2 separate regions of the Sus scrofa genome follow, and region 1 is linked to region 2. The links are chromatin contacts, called in public promoter capture Hi-C maps. All regions are on one chromosome and are shown on one strand. The core of a region is the stretch at or near the end of the contact, and the rest is flanking DNA. Distances in the headings are between cores, read along the strand shown. Region 1 holds the start of DAP (death-associated protein 1). Region 2 overlaps DAP (death-associated protein 1).

What was found. Promoter capture Hi-C pulls out the DNA fragments that hold promoters and counts their contacts.
Region 1: a contact with region 2 is called in a promoter capture Hi-C map of liver, with 2.6 times the contacts expected there. The contact joins the promoter of DAP here to the enhancer-like site in region 2. A contact is called at or near these places in 1 of 5 promoter capture datasets (liver), 3 of 47 Hi-C or Micro-C datasets (blood, heart right ventricle and liver) and 2 of 2 datasets of contacts at active chromatin or transcription factors (alveolar macrophages and skeletal muscle).

What each region holds. Positions count from the first base shown.
Region 1 is chr16:320,304-323,454 of Sscrofa11.1, reverse strand. DAP (death-associated protein 1) reads left to right here and starts at 1,380. Exons shown (of 4, transcript XM_003134178.5): 1 at 1,380-1,651. The coding sequence starts at 1,597. It overlaps LOC100523337 (a long non-coding RNA gene), which reads right to left and starts at 1,307. Exons shown (of 4, transcript XR_001300877.2): 1 at 1,010-1,307.
Region 2 is chr16:271,050-274,408 of Sscrofa11.1, reverse strand. All of the region lies in intron 2 of DAP (death-associated protein 1), which reads left to right. Among named protein-coding and RNA genes, the nearest start is that of DAP, 49 kb to the left of the region's middle. Within about 2 kb of position 1,983, at least 17 of the 83 cell types and tissues checked have an H3K27ac peak or open chromatin away from gene starts, as enhancers often do. A contact at or near this core is called in liver and skeletal muscle, where this site is marked.

The sequences.
Region 1 (3,151 bases), core at 131-2,630, 50 kb before region 2:
GCCTGGCCAATTTCTATCCTGCTAGTAGTGCTAACGCTAACCCTAACCCTAAACAAAATGCACATTGTGTGCATTTCTGTGTGTGCTGTGATGCAAAGTGTTTAGCAGTGCTGAGTTAGATATCTGGGTAGGGAGGTCAAGGGGGCAGTGGGGTATGGGTGTGGAGCTTAATGGAGAGGCAGACATAGAAAACTGGTTTGAAGATTTGAGATCCGTTAAGCACATGGATGACAGTGGGCCTGCCTGTAACCACTGAATCAGGTCTACACAGAGAAGACAGCTGGTGTTGAACCTTGGGATACTCAAGTGTTTATAAACCTACAAGAGGAGCAAACCAATTCAACTGAGAGTTAGGAGCCAAGCACCTAATTCAAATACTGGGTGTCTAAGGAGTGATGTCCAATCCCTGAAGCTAAGGAGAAAGGGGATGGTCCCCTAGGGCAAGTGCTGCTGAAAGGTCAAGTAGGGTGAGAGTGGAAGAGTTATCACTGGATTGGGCAGCATGAAGGTCATTAGTGACCTTGGCAGAAGGACTTCCTGGTTGGTGGTAGACTCTGTAGAGCTGAATGACAACCAGATGTACGGGACTGGGTTGAGGAGTGAGAGGGGGTGAGGTGCTTTTTGAGCAGCTGTGTTGTCAAAGACAGAGATACAGACAAGAGAGGCAGAAGTTTTTCCTTTTCTAAAGACATTGGCCACGTCTGAACGCTAATTTAGCAAGGCTGGATTCATGTCACAGGAGAGGATACCTCTAGCTGCAAAATGCTTGAGATGGTGAGAGGAATGCAATCCTGGGCACAAGACCAAAGGGTCAGCCTCGGACAGAATCAAGACTCATCGCAACAGAGAGATGACAGACAGGGGGAGCAGACACAACCTTCCAAGAACTTGGTCCAAGCTTCACAGCGCTGTCTTCCTTTCGGGGGGGGGGGAACTCTCCCGTTTATAGCATCTTTTAACAAATCTCTGCTCTGCTTGGGCCTTTTGTCGGTCCCACCCGGGGTCTCACCTCCGCACTTAACCGGTCCTTTTAGCTGTGAGCTGGGTGAGGACATCTGGCAGACTGGCCGGTTACCTGAACACACATCAGCCTCTTGGGCGCCCCTTACTGATGTTCAGTTTCTCCTCCACCGTCACCGTCTATCTAGCGGGTTGGCTGAGCACCGTTCACGGAAGTGCCACTCTGCTCCCGGCGTCTTTTCAACCTCCAGCGAGTGCTCCTGCCAGCACCAGTTCCCGCCTCTTCGAACCGCAAACGCCCCGCCCCGGTCCCCCTTCCTTCTCCGCCCTCGGCCACTGCCTTCAACGTGGCGACGACGACTGCGCATGCTCAGTACCTGGGATGCGCGACGGCTGGCGGGGCGGGGTGGGCGCAGTGACGCCACTGCGCAGCCGCGGACAGGCGGGACCGCGCCACGTCGACGCGCAGCGGCCGCGCCCCCTCTCGGCGGCCTGGGTCTGTTCGCCCGCGCGCGGTCCCGCCGCCTCACGCGCGCGCCTCCCTTGCTCCCCAGCGCTCACGCTCGCGCGCAATTCCCTCTCGCCGGCTAGCCTTCAGCCGCCGACGTCTCGGCCCCTCAGAAAGCCGGTCGCACCATGTCTTCGCCTCCCGAGGGAAAGCTAGAGACGAAAGCAGGACACCCGCCCGCCGGTACTGACTCGTTCCCAACTTTCTCCCCTCTCGTGGGTCCGGAGGGCGGGCTCGAACCCGCGGGCACGGGGCGCGGAGCGGGGCGCCGGGCGGGGGAGGCCGCCGGCCTGGGACGTGTCTGCTCTTGGGGTCTAAGTTGAGCCCAGCCCCCGGGCGGATGAGACCCATCGCCTTAAGGTGTGCGAAACATCGGAGTTGCATGCAAATGAGTGTCTTGAAGGAGTCCCGTTGAGCAACTTACACCCCAAAGTTTCGGCGGTGGCTACTTACTTAGAATGTACAGATGTTTTTAGAAAACAAGTAGCTGAAACTATTAAAAAGCAATGTTTTTAGCGTCATGGTGATGAGTGATTGTAGGCTGACAGCTTTTTTTACTGACTAAAGAACCAAAGGAACGGAAATCATTTTTATAGTTAATCAACCAGTATGACTCCCCTCCCCCCTCCCCCGCCCCGTTTCTTTCTTATGCTGCTCTTCCTCAAAAGTGGTTTTGGTTTTTTTGTTTTTTGCTTTAGCACATCCTGAACTTCTGAGCCAAGGAAGTTAAATGCAGGCAAGAGTCATCTTTCTTAGCATATGGGACTCTTAAGCCACCTTTATGTTCTTACTGTCCCCCCCCCTTTCTGAGCAGAGTTCCTGTTTGCTGTTTCGAATCTACCCTTACTGGGCGATTGCCATTTCTCTCCTTTGGAGTGATGATGTCTCCATATGGAAGGGCGCTGGGAAGGAATCAAAGGTGACCGGGTCCCAGAGTCCCAGTCACTTCAATGTGTGGGATTTTTAGGGTGTTCATTGCACACGTTCATTGGAGTTACCAACTCAGACTGCTGGTCACAGAAGCCTTAGCCAAACATGGCTGCTTTTTGTGGAACATTTGTGCCATCTTGATTAGAGGAAAGATTCCCCTAAGTTCCACCTGCCATCCCCCCCACAACACACACACACTATAGGCCACTAATTCTCTGCCTCAATGGTGGTGAATATAGCAATACCTTAGAGCTGTCGCATTTCAGAGTAGGTGATACTTTTCAGTGGTGAAATAAGCTCTCAACAGCAAGACTGACGGGCAGTAGGAAAGAAAAATGGCTAACTGATGTGTGAGAGGCTAGGAATTTTAGGGAATCGTTCCACTGTAATGGAAAATAGACCTTGGGGACCTCTGTGTCACGTTAGTTTAGGATGAAAAAAGAACTTCAGAGTCATTTCCATTAGCAATAACTCTGACCTTTAATTCCTACTGCTGCGGGTCCATGGCCAGCCCTTCATTTACACTTGTGGTCGTGGACCATGTGGCAGCCATCTGCCCTTGGAGGCCTTGTCCCAGGGTGGTGAGTGACATTAGCTGTATGTGTTGAACTGACACCAAAACAAAGAAGCAGTAATTAAATTGCATGTAGAGACAGCCATATGGAGATTTTTAAGATCAGAGGTATAAACTGTATGTATTAACTCCCTGGGAGAAATTTCATAAAGGGCTCTGATTTTCTTTGAATTGTACAC
Region 2 (3,359 bases), core at 734-3,233:
CCTGGAAACTTCCATATGCTGCAGGTGTTACCCTAAAAAATAAAAATAAAGTTCCTGTTGACCACCGAGTTTAGCATAGAAAGTGTGTGCCAGAGTAGGCATTTGGCCTTTGGTGTTACCACAAGTGATAAGGTGCCAGAGCATCTCTGAGCCAGAGTCGCAGCCTTACTCACAGTCAGCAGTGGATCGAGCCACACTTGTCCATCCAGTGACCCCAGTGGCACGTGGCCAGAGGTAACTGGTGGTGGGGAGGAAACAGAGGAGGACAGAAAAACAGATTCCCTTGAGTGTCCTGTTAAATCACTGTGGTTTCTCTTCTAGCCTTGGAGGTAAAACACTTTCCAAATGGATAAGCCGCTTTCAGCTCCACGCACAGTCTGGAACAGAGTTGAAACTGCCTTTAATCAGTGTCCCAGAGGGTGTTGATGCTAATGGGAGTTTGGCCCCGAAAGGTTCCATATTCAGATGCATTTTCACGGGTTCAGTGAAATTAATCTGGTTTCCGTTATGACACCTGGGGGCCCTAATGCGCTAGAGGCATTTAAATCTCTGACAGGCAGCAGTGTTCCCCAAAATTAATTGCCCAAGATTACTGACATCATGTTAGAAGAACTAGAATTGGGTAGAGCATATTTTGGGTTTTTTTTTTTTTTGTATAATTCTTTTTTTAATTTTTTTTAAAATTTATATTACTCAATGAATGTATTACATTTATAATTGTACAATGATTATCACAACCCAATTTTATAACATTCCCACCCCAAACCCCCAGTAGCCACCCCCCCAAACCTCTCTCCTTTGGAAACCGTAAGTTTTTCAAAGTCTGTGAGTCAGTATCTGTTCTGCAAAGAAGTTCACTGTGTCCTTTCTTCAGATTCCACATGTCAGTGAAAGCATTGGATGTTGGTGTCTCATTGTATGGCTGACTTCACTTAGCATGATAATTTCTAGGTCCATCCATGTTGCTAAAAATGCTGGTATTTCGTTCCTTTTAATGGCTAAGTAATATTCCATTGTGTATATATACCACATTTTCTTGATCTACCTCTCTGTTGATGGACATTTAAGTTGTTTCCATGTCTTGGCTATTGCAAATAGCGCTGCAATGAACATTGAAGTACATGTGTCTTTTCAAGTCATGGTTTTCTCTCATGCCCAGGAGTGGGATTGCTGGGTCAAACGGTAGTTCTATTTTTAGTTTTCTGAAGAATCTCCATATTGTTTTCCACAGCGGTTGCACCAATTTACAATCCACCCACAGTGTAATAGGGTTCCTTTTTCTCCACACCCTTTCCAGCATTTACTGTTTGTAGACTTTTTGATGATGGCCATTCTGGCTGGTGTAATGTGGTACCTCATAGTGGTTTTGATTTGCATTTCTCTAATAATGAGTGATGTTGAACATCTTTTCATGTGTTTTTTGGCCATCTGTATGTCTTCTTTGGAGAATTGTCTGTTTAGATCTTCTGCCCATTTTTTGATGGTGTTTTTTTGGTTTTGTTTTTTTTTTTTTGGTATTGAGCTGCAGAAGATGTTTATAAATTTTGGAAATTAATCCCTTGTAGTCGATTCATTTGCAAAGATTTTCTCCCATTCTGTGGGTTGTCTTTTCGTTTTGTTTCTTTGCTGTGCAGAAACAAAATTTTAAGTTTAATTAAGTCCCATTTGTTTATTTTTGTTTTTACTGTCATTGCTCTGAGGTGGATCTGAGAAGATGTTGCTGTTGTTTATGTTGGAGAGTATTTGGCCTATGTTTTCCTCTAAGAGGTTTATAGTTTCTGGTCTTATATCTAGGTCTTTAATCCATTTCAAGTTTATTTTTGTGTATGGTGTTAGGAAGTGTTCTAATTTCATTCTTTTCCATGTGGCTGTCCAGTTTTAGAATTGGGTAGAACATATTTTGGATCACAGTGCTGAGGTCTGTGCATGTGGCCAGTGTCAGGAGAACAGTTTGCCAGAGAATTTGAGGCCCCAGTTTACTGCCTGGGCTCCACCCCCTCTCAGACCAGTGATCACAGGCCACACGACCTCTTTGGTCACTAAGGAGCTTCCTCACCTATGTGAAAAGAGCCCAGAGTTCCCTGAGTGCCACCTGGCAGTCAGATGGCTGAATGTGGGCGAGCGGGCTCTGAGATCAGCGGAATCCTGCAAATAAAGACGGGGTTATTAGTCCAAGTTCTCTGAACCCAGAAAAGGCTGAGGCAGACAGCCGGCTGGGGAGGAATTCCCTGGTTACATCTGTTTTATTCTGCCTTGCCAAGGGCTTTGCTTAAATGCACGAATCAAACTTTCTCTCTATAGATAAATGTACAGAGCTGACCGCAGCTTCTCTGTGTAATCCCAGACTAATGCCTGTGATTCTTTTTACCCCCTGACAGCTATACTGTCTTGTTTATTCCAAATCCATTTCTCTTTCTTGGTGGTGGAGGGAGCAGTGGCCAGAGTCTTGTAGGAGGCAGTAAGCGGAAGTGCCCCACTGTCCCCAGAGCAAGCAAAATGCACAGTCTGGAGGGCGCAGAAAACTGCATAGGTTTTCATATTTTCACATTAAAACTCACGGTGGCAAAAATTGAACTGATGTACGGCTATTTACAGACCTCTTTATCCTACTTAGTGTCATCTCCATACATTTTGCTGTAGAAAATATTAATGGGCTTGACTACGGGGTGCTGCCCCAGGCCCCTTTGGGGATATTCACTATACATGATTTATGTAATGTGGTCCCTTTGTAATATTTGCAAAAAATCTGGATTCTGAAAACTCTCTGGCCCCCAAGGGTTTGGGGTATGAGATCAGGGGCCATAATGGGAACTCTGACTTAAAAAGGCACACTTGGAGACAGATGTCATACAGGTGGGCTCAGGGATTGGAAGGGTGGGCTGTCTTGTTACTGGGTTCAGGTGAGAGGTTGGGCCTCACCCTCTTGAATGCACCTGGCAGGAAGCCCCATCTGTGCTTTTTTTTTTTTTTTTGGTTGTGCCTGTAACACTCAGAAGTTCCTGGGCCAGAGACTGAATCTGTGCCACAGCAGTGACCAGAGCCACTGCAGTGACAATGCTGGATCCTTAACCCACTGAGCCACCAGGGAACTCCTCATCTGTGCTTTGGAATTCCCTCTTAAAGCTACAGATGGTCTGTACCCAGCCCTGAGTTGGGTGGCAGGAAGGTACCTCACACTTCAAGGCCCTGTTCTCTGTTCCACCAGGGCGCCTGGGAGGCCAGCCAAGAAGAAGGCTCCCAGGTACCCCCACACCCAGGCTGCTGGGTAAAGAAGCAGTTGGCACACACCCCAGGTGCTAGCTGCAGCCAAAAGCCAGCGGTATTTTATGAGCCTCGGAAATCTTGTACCAGCCCATTTT